Regions from separate parts of the Mus musculus genome. Here region 1 is linked to region 2. A link is a contact called in public promoter capture Hi-C data. All regions are on one chromosome and are shown on one strand. Each heading gives the region's core, a stretch centred on a gene start, on an enhancer-like site or on the middle of the called end of the contact. The rest is flanking DNA. Distances are from core to core; before and after follow the strand shown.

Region 1 (7,075 bases), core at 3,435-5,934, 1.0 Mb before region 2:
TTTAGTATATACATTATTATGAACTGTGCTATGTCCTTGATTCTCATAAGTGAGGTCTTGTATACTGTGACCAATATTGCCTCTTTTCTTCCAACCCCTCTAAGTGATGGTTAGTTTTTGTCAACAGGATACAAAGTAGAGTCATCTGGGAAGGAGAACTTCAGCTGAATAATGACTTCCATGCGATTTCTCTGAGGGCATTTCTCTGAGGCTCTTTTCTTTACTCTTCTCTTCTCTTCTCTTCTCTTCTCTTCTCTTCTCTTCTCTTCTTTCCTTTCCTTTTCTTTTCTTCCGAGAGAGGTTTTCTCTGAGGTTTTCCTGACTGTCCTGGAATTCACGCTATAGACCAGGCTGGCCTCAAACTCATAGAGCTTTGCCTGCCTCTGGAGCATTTTCTTCATTGATGATTTGATGTGGGAAGAAGGCTCAGTTTCCTGCCTCTTCTCCTGTGTGAGTTCCTGCCCTGACTCCCCTCAATGGTGGATATGAGCCAAAAACAAAAACAAAAACGCCTTTCTTCCCCAAGCTGCTTTGGGTCAGAGTTCCATTCCAGCAACATCAAGTCAAACTGGGGCATGCCAGCTCCCAGGGGCCACCGTTTCACTGTTAGACATTCAACATCTCTTCAGGTCCCATATAAGGTGGAAAACAATTAAGGAGATTACCTGGTGTCAATCTCTGGCCTACACACACACACACACACCAACCAATTAAAAAAGAAAAAAAAGGATGAATCAGATGTCTAGCTACAGAGCTGCAGAGATTTCTCTGAGATGAGTCAGGCCACACACACCCTTTCTCTTTGAGATAAGGTTCTATTCAGCCTAGGCTGGCACTGAACTCAGAGACATGCCTGTCTCTGTCTCTTAACTACTGGAATTAAAGGTGTGAGCCAATCTTGCTCTCTAGGAAAGCTCCAGGAAGCACGCACGCGCGCACACACACACACACACACACACACACACCAGTATAGAACAGGTTTGTTTCTTTAAAATAATCAAAACCAACCATCCTGAACAAACCTTCCTGGTTTCTTCTCTGAGACTTGGTTGCCCCCACTTCGCACATCCTTCAAAGGCACACAGTGGCCTCCTTCCTGGTCCCCCCTTTCCATGTGCCTTCTCCACTCTGACACTCCTGTCATACAGAGTTGGTGGTAGAGGAAAAGGAAAGAAGGGAGCCAATGGTGTTCTTTTACATGTTCAGTGTTAAGTTCTCTCTCAAAGTCTGAGAAGGTCTCAGGAGAGGTCTGCATTAGGAAAAGAGTACCCATGATCTCAAAGGAGAACCAACCCTCCCTGACCAGAACTCAACTCCAAGCCTAAGGGTACAGGAGACTAAGGATGGACAGAGCCTTGGCACAGCCTGGAGCATGCAGTCCTGCTTGGAGACCTTGTCCAAAATTGTGTGAACCCGGAGTTTGGAAGCTCGAGTTTGTGTCGCTGTGGCCCACGCAAGGCATCTCGGAAGCATTGGGAAATGACTTATTAGATTTCACAGGACAAAGTTCCTCCTGTCACATCAGAAAACACCAGATAGCAAGGACCACACTCCGAGAGGAAAGTCCTGGCCTTCCTGCAAGTGGAAACAGGTGTTGTATCCAACTTACTAATTAAAAAAGTGAATGTTACATTATCTGCCTTGAAATCATGTCCTATCATCACACACTTAAAATTACATGGCTAATAATGTAATGGTAATTTCTTATGAGTAAATGCCTCAAGAAACTTATATTATAGCCCTGTGTCATACACAAGCTCTAAGCAGCGCAGCAAAGACAGTAGAAACATCATCCAAAAAGAAAAGAAAAAAAGACAAAGAAAGTGACTGCAAGGCAAGGCGTTTGGCACGGGAGAAGGAAAAGGGATGGAATTGTTACGTTTAGAAAACGTCTTAAGAAACATCTTGGCTATGGAGTAGTGCAAGGGTCGCCGTGCTCGCCCACATCCCCGGGGTATAACCCAGCGGGAAAAGCTTTGATCCAGAAGTTAAAAGTTGCAGAGACAGGTCACGAGAGAGTGGGAGTTGGCTTCTGGCACAGACAGCAGGCACTGGAGTCTGGACCAAGAGAGGTTAGCTTTGAAGGTTCTAGACAAAGGGAAGGCACTGTTCCTTCTTGTGCCGTAGAGGAGAGCAGTCAGAGGACAGATTTAAAATGTGATGTTGAATTCTCGGTATTAAAGAGTAAGGAAAGGAGCTGAGCATGGTGGTGCATGCCTTTAGTCTCAGCACTGGGCAGAGGAGGCAGAGGCAGAGGCAGAGGCAGAGGCAGAGGCAGAGGCAGAGGCAGAGGCAGAGGCAGAGGCAGAGGCAGAGGCAGAGGCAGAGGCAGAGGAGGCAGAGGCATCTCTGTGAGTTCTAAGCCAGCCTGGCCTACATAGTAAAAATTCTTTCATTCAGATAGATGGATGGATAGACAGATATGAGAGAGAGAGAGAGAGAGAGAGAGAGAGAGAGAGAGAGAGAGAGAGAGAGAGAGAGAGATCTGAGAGCATGTGTCAGAAAACAAGTAAATTCATATCTGTTTCCAAGTAATGAAGCTGGCCCAAGGCTTGTATAGGTTTGCAGATTGATACAAGTTCCTCAGAGACAGAAATATGTTAGGCCTGAGTTCAATACTCAACACTACAGAAAACAATTAGGAATTAAATGTATCTTCTCAATATACTACATGGGCTTAAAAACTGAAAAGTGCAAAAAACCAAAAAAACAAAAAGCTGGGCGGTGGTGGCGCACGCCTTTAATCCCAGCACTTGGGAGGCAGAGGCAGGTGGATTTCTGAGTTTGAGGCCAGCCTGGTCTATAAAGTGAGTTTCAGGACAGCCAGGGCTACACAGAGAAACCCTGTCTCGAAAAACAAAAACAAAAAACAAAAACAAAAGCAAGAGGGAAGCAGGTCTTGGAAGTGAACATCCTGGTAGAAACTGAAGAAGTAGTAGGTGGTAAGAAATGGGAAAGGGACTCATGATATTTCATCATGAATAATAATAAGTTAATACACAGAGGGCTCTGTGTCAAACATTGTGCTAAGCGTCTAAGTGTCTGAACACATCATGTCATTAAGCTCGTGTAGAAGTTCAGTTCTTTTTCTTAGTGTTCTCATTCTCTCTCTCTCTCTCTCTCTCTCTCTCTCTCTGTCACACACACACACACACACACACACACACACACGTAACCTTAAGGAATCATCTAGTTGATACAAACCAAACTCTTGAGAAGGCAAAACACGGCCCACGAAAATGCACGAGGAGAGGGCCACGGCCTGCTGTGGAGAACCAAGGGGATGTAGAGAAAAGAGTGACGCCGGAACATTGAAAGGAGGGGGAGCTGTCACTTGACAGACACCCAATCCAGAGCACAGAACTTCTAGGCAGGAATGGGCCTGGAGAGTGTGCAATAGTAACCCACGAAGGACCTGACATGCCCAGGGTTTGGAGGCCTGAAGGTGTGACCTGGAAAGTCTCAGACTTTTCCTTCCTGCAAGCAGCAGCATCCTAGGTCCAGAAAACAGATCCTCCTGGCCCTGGCCTAGCCACCAAACTAGAACATCTTAGTTTACAGGAACCTAGTTAGGGACATGTACATGTGACAAAATCTGAGTCCTGAACAAGTTTCCCACTATTCACAAGGTCCCTAACCAAGTGTCATTCTCACCGCTGCTCATGACTTTACTTTTCTGAGACCCAAGGCCAGGAGATAACTTGGGAAGAAAATCCAACCTGGGCTCCACTAAAGAAAGGCTCACTCTCCTTACCTGGAAGAAATAAACTCGTGAAACCCACCCACTGGACTGTAACTGATTCTATACTGCACCCTCCTACCCAGACTGGTACTCTGCATCCGAGATCTGGAGGAGGTTGGACAAAATCATTCACTGTCCTTGGCCTCCCTCAAGATGCGTGGCCCATGACACTTTTGTGTATTTGAAATCTTAAAGTCGGAGCTGGAGAGATGGCTCAGCGGTTAAAAGGGCTTACTGTTCTTCCAGAGGTCCTGAGTTCAGTTCCCAGCAACCACATGGTGGCTCACAACCATCTGTAATGGGATCTGATGCCCTCTACTGGTGTGTCTAAGACAGTGACAGTGTATTTACATACATAAAATAAGTAAATCTTTTTTTTTTAAAGAGAGAAAGAGAGAAAAGAAGGAAGGAAGGAAGGAAGGAAGGAAGGAAGGAAGGAAGGAAGGAAAAGAAATCGTAAAGTCTTATGTTCAGGTGAGTGGGAGACCATGAGGGTGGGGGAGAAGGCAGGGGTGGGGTTCTAAGTCTGGAAACGCTGTCTTTTCAGGCTCAAGGCAGCCTGGGAATCCCTGGGGGTTTACTGAAGGGGTGACTTCAAAAGCAGTACAGAGCAGGGACTGGGGGTGTTTGGGGACCACAGATGGTTTTAGCAGCTGGGCATCCCCCAGGCCCTCCCAGGCTCACCTGCTATAGGCATTCCTCTCAGCCCAGAAAAGACACTTCTTTTCCCTCCGTTTGAAAAATGGTTTCAACCCCTTTGCAAGTTCTCCTAAAAGCCCAGAGACCTTGGGAAGGGCCTCCTTAGCTCCCACTGTAGCTGATCCAAACGCACACCCCTTTCCCAAAGCCTGTTCTTGGGCTGGGCTAGCAGGTTCAGACTAGTCTGGGGCGGGGACTTGGGAGTGCCTAGGAGTTGTGAGGGCGGGGACACAGATCCATCTTTTTAAAGTTTTGGACCTGGCCCCGAGGCGACGGTGGCCCTGGGCGGTCTTCGAATTGAACTTAACTTGGATCGCCTCCTGAGAGGCCAGAGGGAGCCATGGGCCGCTACCGCGTCCGTGTGGTCACTGGGGCCTGGCTCTTCTCCGGATCCCTCAACCTAGTGCGTTTGTGGCTGGTTGGGGAGCACCGGGAGGCGAAACTGGAGCTGCAACTGCGGCCAGCGCGGGGCAAGGTCAGTGAGCAAGAACTGGGGCCCTCTACTGTCCAAGCAGAGAGTAGGAGGATGGCAAGGGACAGGAGACTAGGGTCTGTGACAGTAAGACCGCGATGGAGATTTGTAGAGGTGGGACACCGGGAGTGATGTCAACTACGGGCCCCGGGTGGTCTCCTTTCCCACACCCCAGCCCAGGCAGCCCTCTGAGTCCTGCATTCTTAGCCCCAGAGCCGATTTAAATACAGGACTTGAGGTCAGTCGAAGCTCCTCCAAGTTCCGGTGTGGTGGGAGCTCAGTGAACGGGATGAGACAGGCGATGATCGTCATCATCTGCTCAAATCTCTGGTCAGCGCGCTGTAGACGCTGGTCTTCCCTCAGAAATGGGACATCTTAGACCCGCCAGACAGGTTAGGGGTGGAAGAGGGAAGGAGAGCAGGGGCGAGGTGTGTTCTTTGACGGCTGCGGTAAGCTGAGGCTCCACAAAGGGGAGGCTCGGCCACCGAAAGGCTTCTCCCAATCCCTTCTATTAAGTGTGGTCCCCGCAGGAGGAGGAGTTTGACTTCGACGTTCCCGAGGACTTGGGGCCACTGCAGTTTGTGAAACTGCACAAACAGCACACAGTTGTGGATGACGCCTGGTTCTGCAACCTCATCACAGTTCAGGGGCCGGGGACAAGTGCAGAGGCCGTGTTTCCCTGCTACCGCTGGGTGCAGGGAGAGGGAATCCTGAGCCTCCCGGAGGGGACAGGTGAGCGGGGCAGCATCCTACCCTGGGGGAGTGGACGAAGAGGGAAAGGGCAGTGCTGGCGGCGAGGGTGTGGAGGAATAGGGCTAAAGAGGAGGAGAGGGAAAGAACTTGGAGAAAGGGTGGGCAGAAACGGAACAGTGAGTTTCTAGGGCGCAAGTGAGGAAATGAGAAGTTATGAATTCCCCAAGTGTTTCCCAGGATAAGTGATGTTGCAAATGAATTAAAGAGGGAAGTAAGAGATCTGGAGACTCTGTTTTCCTAGATAGAAAGAAGGTCATGGAGCCGGGGACACAAATGGAGAAGTAAAGAAAACAGTAGTACTGTGATTCGGAACCCGTGGGGAGAGGGACAGGTGAGGGGCTCAGAGAACAAGAGCTGGTGGCCAATGAGCAACGGGGCCGCGAGGAAGGGCCGCTGGTCGGCTGATTTGATTGGATGGTGGGGACCACCTGGCAGGAGGAGGCATGCGAAAGAGCCCGTAAAACTTCACATTTTTACCATGGGAAACCAGAGAAAGAGAAGTGCAGAGGCAAGTGAAAGCCAGGGTGGTAAGGGCGGGAACACTTGGAGACAGGTGGATTTCACTGAGGCGGCACCCAGGACAAGTCAGTAGCTGTAGAGTGATCAGCTCCAGAGGCGAAGCCAGGAAATGAAAGTACCGCTGAACGTGAACAGATGAAATTTAAGGTGTGAGATTAGCCAAAGCAACAAGTAGCTATAGGTGTGGTGTTGGTGACACCACATTTCATCACCTTAATTAGCGTGATTCTCCCCTCACCCCACCCCCACTTTAGATATTGATGAAATAGATTAGGAGATTGTGAGCTTAAGAAACAGGAAAGCATGGAGGATATGGGATTCTGGTCTGGAAGAGAAAATTGTGGGCTGAAGGAAGTGAAATGTGAGCTCAAACCAGCAAGAACCCGATGAATGTGTTCAGGGATCAGTCAAGGCAACTCCGGAGATAAAGACAAAGGAGCCCAGCAGAAAACATAGACTCTGGCTACAAAGAGAGAGTAGGTGACAAGCAGAAGAGTGCTCAGAACCAGACAACATGTAGCTAATTGTAACTTTCCCCAGCCCGCCTGGCAGGAGACAATGCCTTAGATGTCTTCCAGAAGTATCGAGAAAAGGAACTGAAGGAAAGACAACAGACCTACTGGTAACCATTTTCCCTAGAGGCCTCCCAACTGCCCCCCCCACCCCTCCCTCTCCCTGCCCTGCACCCATCACTGATCTCAACACTCTCTCTGAAGTGTTGTCCCCAACTTGTAGCTGGGCCACCTGGAAAGAAGGCTTACCTCAGACAATAGCAGCGGACTGTAAGGATGACCTTCCTCCAAATATGAGATTCCATGAGGAGAAGAGACTGGACTTTGAATGGACGTTGAAGGCGGGGTAAGGAGAGGGTGGACGCTCATGGGATGGGG
Region 2 (7,006 bases), core at 3,762-6,261:
GGCCCACATCTGCCTAGATGCTGCCATGCTTCCCATCATGATGATAATGGACTGAACCTCAGAACCAGTAAACCAGCCCCAATTAATTGTCCTTTATAAGAGCTGTCTTGGTCATGGTGTTTGTTCACAGCAGTGGAAACCCTAACTAAAACAGGTATAGAGATTAGAATGACTACAGATAAAGAGAGATATATAAATAGTAACCTTTGTGGTTGTTTTATTCTTATTTATTTATTTATGGCAGTGTCTCATGAATCCCAGGCTGGCCTTGAACTCATCTTGTAGTTGAGGATGACTTTAAACTTCTGACCCTCTTGCCTCTTCCTCCCAAGTGCCAGGATTGCAGGTGGGTGCTACTGTGCTCTTTTTTATATACTGCTGAGGACAGACCTCAGGGCTATGTACATGCTAGGCAAGTTCCAAATGACCTGAGCTGTGCCCCTAAAAATTTGCTTGTGTTTTCTAAAGATTTTTTTTTTTTTTGTCAGTGGTTAATATTTCTTTGTTGCATGCTTCTCCTTGGAGCCGGGCATTTTAAAAATGTATTCATCTTTCCTGGTATCATTTGGATTTTGTATGTCTCTAAGACACCCCTTTTTATCCTGAGCTGATAAACACATGCTCTTTTATAGCATCTTACTATAAAATATAACAAGAAATGTATTCATGCTCTCTACCCTGATTCACTTATGTTTTTCCAAGAGTGTGTGTGTTTGTGGTCTATGTGTGGTCTATGTGTATATGTGTGTACATTGTCACACAGGTCTATGTGTGTATGTGCATGTGTGACTGTGGGCACACAGGTCTATGCATGTCCAGAGATTGACACTGGTATCACTGTATTCCTCTATCTCTCTCCATCTTATTGTTTTATTTTTTGAAATTATAGCACAAATACATAATTTCTCCTTCCCTTTCCTCCCTGCAACCTCTCTCAGGAACTCTACTTGCTTCTTGCTCTCTCTCAAATTCATGGCCTCTTTTTCTTTAAAAAATGTGTGTGTGTGTGTGTGTGTGTGTGTGTGTGTGTGTGTGTGTGTACATGTATTTATTCCTAAGTACACAAATACAACCTTCTCAGCCCATATGATGCTACCTGTGTGTATATGACCTCCGGGCTGACTGCTTGCTATTGGATAGTGAATTGGAGTCTTCTGAGGATGACCTTTGCTCCTGTTCTTAGCATTCCCCGTAGTTCTTTGTGTTGAGATGAGACCCTCAAGCTTGGCCCCTTCTGTGTTAGAATGGCCATTAGCGTCATTGCTCAGATCTCGTTAGGCAGTGTTGAGGAGACCTGATGGGTACAGCCTCTCCGACATCTCTAGGAGATAGAATCATAGAAGTGTTGTGAATGTGTGTGTTATCCTTGCAAAGAGGCTGCGCTGATCCTCTCTGTGTTTTTCCAATTTTAGTAATAAGCTGCACCACTGTGCTGTTGTTAAATTTTATTTTCTTATTTTATATTATAGATGAAAACATACACAGACACACAGACATACACACACATATCCACACACAGATACATACATATATATACACACACACAAAAGCACATATACACACCATACACACACATATATGCACACAAAACCATATACACACACACATTTACACACACACTGTGTATAATTAATCAAACTTGGGTCCTCTGGAAGGCAGTAAGTGTTCTGAGCCTTTCTTTCTTTCTTTCTTTCTTTCTTTCTTTCTTTCTTTCTTTCTCTCTCTCTCTCTCTCTCTCTCTCTCTCTCTCTCTCTTTCTTTCTTTCTTTTTTTCTTAAGATTTATTTATTTATTATGTGTAAGTACACTGTAGCTATCTTCAGACACCCCAGAAAAGGTCATCAGGTCTCATTGTGGATGGTTGTAAGCCATCATGTGGTTGCTGGGACTTGAACTCAGGACCATCAGAAGAGCAGCTGGCACTCTTAACTGCTGAGCCATCTCTCCAGCCCCCTGAGCTGTCTTTCTAACTCTGTCATATTTATTTTTTATTACACTTATGTATTGATTTTTGTGAGTATAAGTATACCACAGTGTGTGTGTAAATGTGTGTATATGTGGTTTTGTGTGCATATATGTGTGTGTGGTATGTATATGTGTGTTTGTGTGTGTGTGTGTATATATATATATATGTATGTATGTGGATATGTGTGTATGTCTGTGTGTATATGTGTGTATGTGTGTGTATATGTGTGTGTATGTGTATTTGTGAGTATGTGTGTATTTGTGAGTATGTGTGTGAGTGTGTTTGTATGTGATGTGAATACATGTGTATGTTTGTATGTATGTATGTGTGTGTATGTGTGTATGTGTATTTGTGAGTATCTGTATGTGCTTGTATGTGATATGAATATGTGTGTGAGTGTGTATGTGTATATGTGTATGTGTGTGTTTGTATGTATATGTGTATGTTTGTATGTATGTGTGTGAGTATGTGTGTGTGTGTGGTGTGTCAGAAGATAACTTGCTGGAGTTAATTCTCTCCTTCTATCGTATGGGTTCCAGGAATCAGATTCAGCTGGTCAGGTTTGACTGAAAACACCATAACCCACCATTCAGTCTCTCAGGAAACCTGGAGTTCACTGCGTCAGCTCAGGGGCAGGAGCCACAGACCCCGCGCCCCTCTGCGATCCCAGCACTGGACTAGAGAAGCATGATGCTATGGCTGTCTGTTTTCATGTGTGAAATCCAAACTCATGTCTGCATAGCAAGCACCATCCGCCGAGCTATCTATAACCCCCAGATCTACTCACTGTGAGCATTTTCTTCATTGTTTGAAATATCTAACATATGCAACATGCTTATATGTCATGTAAAATACATCACCTATTGTGAAATATTGAGGGTAAGTTACATACCTCATGGTGCTTTCTCACGAAATCCTTTCATTTACATTTCTTATCACTCGGGACTTCTGTTTTTGGTGTTTGTTTGTTTGTTTGTTTGTTTGTTTTGAGACAGGGTCTCACTCTGTAGCTTGACTGTCTAGGGACTCACTATGTATCCCAGGCTAGTCTTGAACTCACAGACATCTGCCTGCCTTTTCCTGGGATTAAACTGCTGGGATTAAAGATGTGCACCACCATGGGAGGAGGTGTTCCTTAGTATAACTGTAGTACAGTTATTCATTTCACAAATGTACAGTAATAACTTATCAAATTGTCCACTCACAGTCCAAATTTGTCCTCTCTGTCTCTCTCTCTCTGTCTCTGTCTCTCTCTCTCTCTGTGAGTGTGTGTGAGTGTATGTGTACGCACGTGCATGTGGAAGCCAGCATCTCTGCCACACATGTCATTCTTCACGAGCCATCTCGAAGGTGTTCTTTTGTTTGTTTTGTTCCAAGACATGACTTCACTATGTAACCAGACTGGCCTCAAAGTCACCACCCTCTTAGCTCCACTTCCTGAGTACCAAGGTTACAGGCTCCCATTGTGCCTGATTGATGCTGATATTCTTGTAGATTTTTTTTTTTGAGACAGGGTTTCTCTGTATAGCCCTGGCTGTCCTGGAACTCACGTTGTAGACCAGGCTGGCCTCGAACTCAGAAATCCACCTGCCTCTGCCTTCCAAGTGCTGGAATTAAAGGCGTGCGCCACCACGCCCAGCTTCTTGTGGAATTTTTGTAATTCTACTTGTTTAAAGTTTTTCCCTAAAGCTTGCATATGAGTTGGAAGGCAGGAGAGAGGGAGGGAGGGAAGAGAGAAATTATGCAGGAGATGAAAGATAACAATTTAATCAAAACTAACCACTGAAGGGGTAAATGAATGTCCTGTGCCTGTAGATAGAATACCTCAGAGCAAGGGGGTACGGAGTGGCTGCAGCAGTCCCAAGCCTGGAGAGACCAGTCAACAGGTCCAGACCTTACTTATTGGCTGGCTCTCAGCACACAGGTGTGGCTCACAACTGTGTGTAACTCCAGCATTCTGATGCCTCTTCTGACCTCCATCGGCCATTGCACACATGTGGTGCACACATACATACATACATACATACATACATACATATACTCAGGCACCCATACATATGTAGAAAATAATTTTTTTTTTGAGACAGGGTCTATGTGTAGCCTTGGCTGTCCTGGAAGTCTCTAGGTATACTTGGCTGACTTCGAACTCATAGAGATCCATCCACCTGCCTCTGCTTCCCTTGTGCTGGGAACAAAGGCTATTACACTCTGCTATAAATATTTTTTTTACAGTTAAAATTGCAGCAATTATATGTTTGCTGTCTATCAACCTATGAACAATAGATGGAGTGACAGTTTATAATTGTGAAAAACTTAACATCTATGATGTTCTTCAAAATTTCCCCCTAGCTTTAGTGTCCACGGATGATTTTTAAAATTAACTCTATTATCTTATTTATCTTTGTCTGTATGTACAGACAGTGCACCACCAGGTGCTTTCTCTCAGAAGCTAGCACTGGATCCTCTGGAATTGGAGTTACAGATGATTGTGAGCCATCATGTGGGTGCTGGGAAATGAACCTGGGTCCTCCGAAGAAAGCAGCAAACGCTCCTAACCATTGAACCTTTATCTCTCCTCCTTCCCACAGATGATTCTTTTCTGAGACGGGGTTTCTCTGTGTAGCCCTGGCTGTCCTGGAACTCACTCTGTAGACCAGGCTGGCCTCGAACTCAGAAATCCGCCTGCCTCTGCCTCCCAAGTGCTGGGATTAAAGGCGTGCGCCACCACGCCCGGCCCCACAGATGATTCTTATCTGATTCCCTTTTTGAAGAGACAGCTGAAAAAGATAAACATTTTATTTTCATATGTAAGTCTGACGTTGAATTCGTGCGCGGTGTGAGGTACAGTCCAGATTCGCTTTCTCTCCCTGTATGATTAGTTAAAGCAACTGTGGCTGTCTAGAAGCAGGGCAGACCCCACTCTACAGAGGAGCTGTAGAGACTCTCAACCTCCATCAGCCCGCCCTGTTCTGCTTGATTAAAAGATCCTAATCGGCTTGGAGGGATTAAGGGCTGCAGCGGGCTGTTCCCACACCCCCCGCCCTGGGCTGGGCTGCCAGGGGAGACCGAAGGGGCATCGATCCTGTGACCCCTTAGCCAAGCCCTAGCCCCGGACTTTCCGGTAAGTAATGAATGACCCACACAGGAACTTCGGTCCTGTATGAAGGCGTGGGAGTATTCCCCACTGAACCCCCAAGACTGCTGAAGAGGAAGGGAGGATAAACAATCTAAGTACAAACAGGCTAAACCAAAAAGACCTTGGGGCGATGAGCTGGGCTGCCATCTAGGGTCCTGGAAGCCAAGACACCCTAGGGGGTTGGGCGGAATTTGAGAAACAGGCTTGAGGGGAGAACCTTACGGGAGTGAGTGCTGAGGGCCCTCAACTCTTATCTTGTTCGCTCTGTGTTCACAGAAGAAGGCAATGAGCGCTTGGCTCCTGCCAGCCGGAGGGCTTCCCGGCGCCGGGTTCTGTGTCCCTGCGCGGCAGTCTCCGTCCAGTTTCTCGCGGGTCCTGCGCTGGCCAAGGCCTGGGCTACCGGGACTCCTGCTACTGCTACTGCTCCCATCTCCTTCTGCCCTCTCTGCTGTGTTCAAAGTGGGGGTGCTGGGCCCCTGGGCTTGCGACCCCATCTTTGCACGGGCCCGACCAGACCTGGCTGCGCGTCTGGCCGCCAACCGCCTGAATCGTGACTTTGCTTTAGACGGCGGCCCCCGGTTCGAGGTTGCGCTGCTCCCAGAGCCCTGCCTGACTCCGGGCTCACTAGGGGCTGTGTCCTCTGCGCTGTCTCGAGTCTCTGGCCTGGTGGGTCCGGTGAACCCCGCAGCCTGTCGGCCAGCCGAACTGTTGGCTCAAGAAGCTGGAGTAGCGCTGGTGCCCTGGGGCTGCCCTGGCACGCGGGCGGCGGGTACTACAGCCCCGGCGGTGACCCCCGCTGCAGATGCTCTCTACGTCCTCCTTAGAGCATTCCGCTGGGCGCGCGTGGCCCTGATCACTGCACCCCAAGACCTGTGGGTGGAGGCGGGACGCGCTCTGTCCACAGCACTCAGGGCCCGGGGTTTGCCAGTTGCCCTAGTGACTTCCATGGAGACTTCAGACCGGTCTGGAGCCCGGGAGGCCCTCGGGAGGATCCGAGATGGGCCTAGAGTTAGAGGTAAGCTCCCCAGTAGAGTGCGGGCAAGGTGGGTGGGTCCTGCCGAGAGTGGACAGCGTAGCGAGCCAGCCTCTGTGTCCGTCCGCTCCGCAGTAGTGATCATGGTGATGCACTCGGTGCTGCTGGGCGGCGAGGAGCAGCGCTACCTACTGGAAGCTGCAGAAGAACTGGCTCTGACTGATGGCTCCCTGGTTTTCCTGCCCTTCGACACGCTTCACTACGCTTTGTCTCCAGGCCCGGAGGCTCTGGCTGCATTTGTCAACAGCTCCCAGCTCCGCAGGGCTCACGATGCGGTGCTCACACTCACGCGCCGCTGTCCTCCTGGAGGCAGCGTGCAAGACAGCCTGCGCAGGGCTCAAGAACACCAGGAACTGCCCCTTGACCTCAACCTGAAGCAGGTAGATAGATTACAAAAAGAGAAGAGGGAGGAGAGCCAGGGAAGTGAGCTGAGAACAGACAAGGAGAGAAGGATGGAACTAGAGGGAAGAGGAAGGTGTAGCCAATGGGCAAGGAGAGGGTGGAGCCAATGGGCAAGGGGAGGGTGGAGCCATGGGCAAGGGGAGGGTGGAGCCAATGGGCAAGGGGAGGGTGGAGTCAATGGGGCGTAAACTGTAGCGGCATCTGAGCTGGAGTTTCCTGGGTGTTGTAGAAGCTCTGGTTTGGCTTAGCCTCTGCCTCCCAAAGTGCTGGGATTAAAGGCATGCGCCACCACTGCCCAGCGTCACAACAGTGTTCTTAACTTTGTGAGGGCCCTAATGTGAAAGAAAGATCCCTAGGTGGAGATGGGGGCTCCAAAGATAAATTTCCAACATCCAAGTAGTAATCAGAATTTCTTGAGTCTCTAGGATCCAAATTCAGACTATCCAATACCATCCCAGTCACAAAGGGA

Evidence for each region. Promoter capture Hi-C pulls out the DNA fragments that hold promoters and counts their contacts.
Region 1: a promoter capture Hi-C map of liver shows a contact between it and region 2. The contact joins the promoter of Alox12 here to the promoter of Gucy2e in region 2. A contact is called at or near these places in 2 of 39 promoter capture datasets (liver and neutrophils).

Annotation. Positions count from the first base shown.
Region 1 is chr11:70,252,979-70,260,053 of GRCm38.p6, reverse strand. It overlaps Alox12 (arachidonate 12-lipoxygenase), which reads left to right and starts at 4,684. Exons shown (of 14, transcript NM_007440.5): 1 at 4,684-4,916; 2 at 5,444-5,645; 3 at 6,726-6,807; 4 at 6,921-7,043. The coding sequence starts at 4,782. All of the region lies in intron 2 of Gm40191 (a long non-coding RNA gene), which reads right to left.
Region 2 is chr11:69,235,027-69,242,032 of GRCm38.p6, reverse strand. It overlaps Gucy2e (guanylate cyclase 2e), which reads left to right and starts at 5,011. Exons shown (of 19, transcript NM_008192.3): 1 at 5,011-5,087; 2 at 5,379-6,117; 3 at 6,211-6,515. The coding sequence starts at 5,388. It overlaps Gm23194 (a small nuclear RNA gene), which reads right to left and starts at 1,434; the gene lies at 1,330-1,434.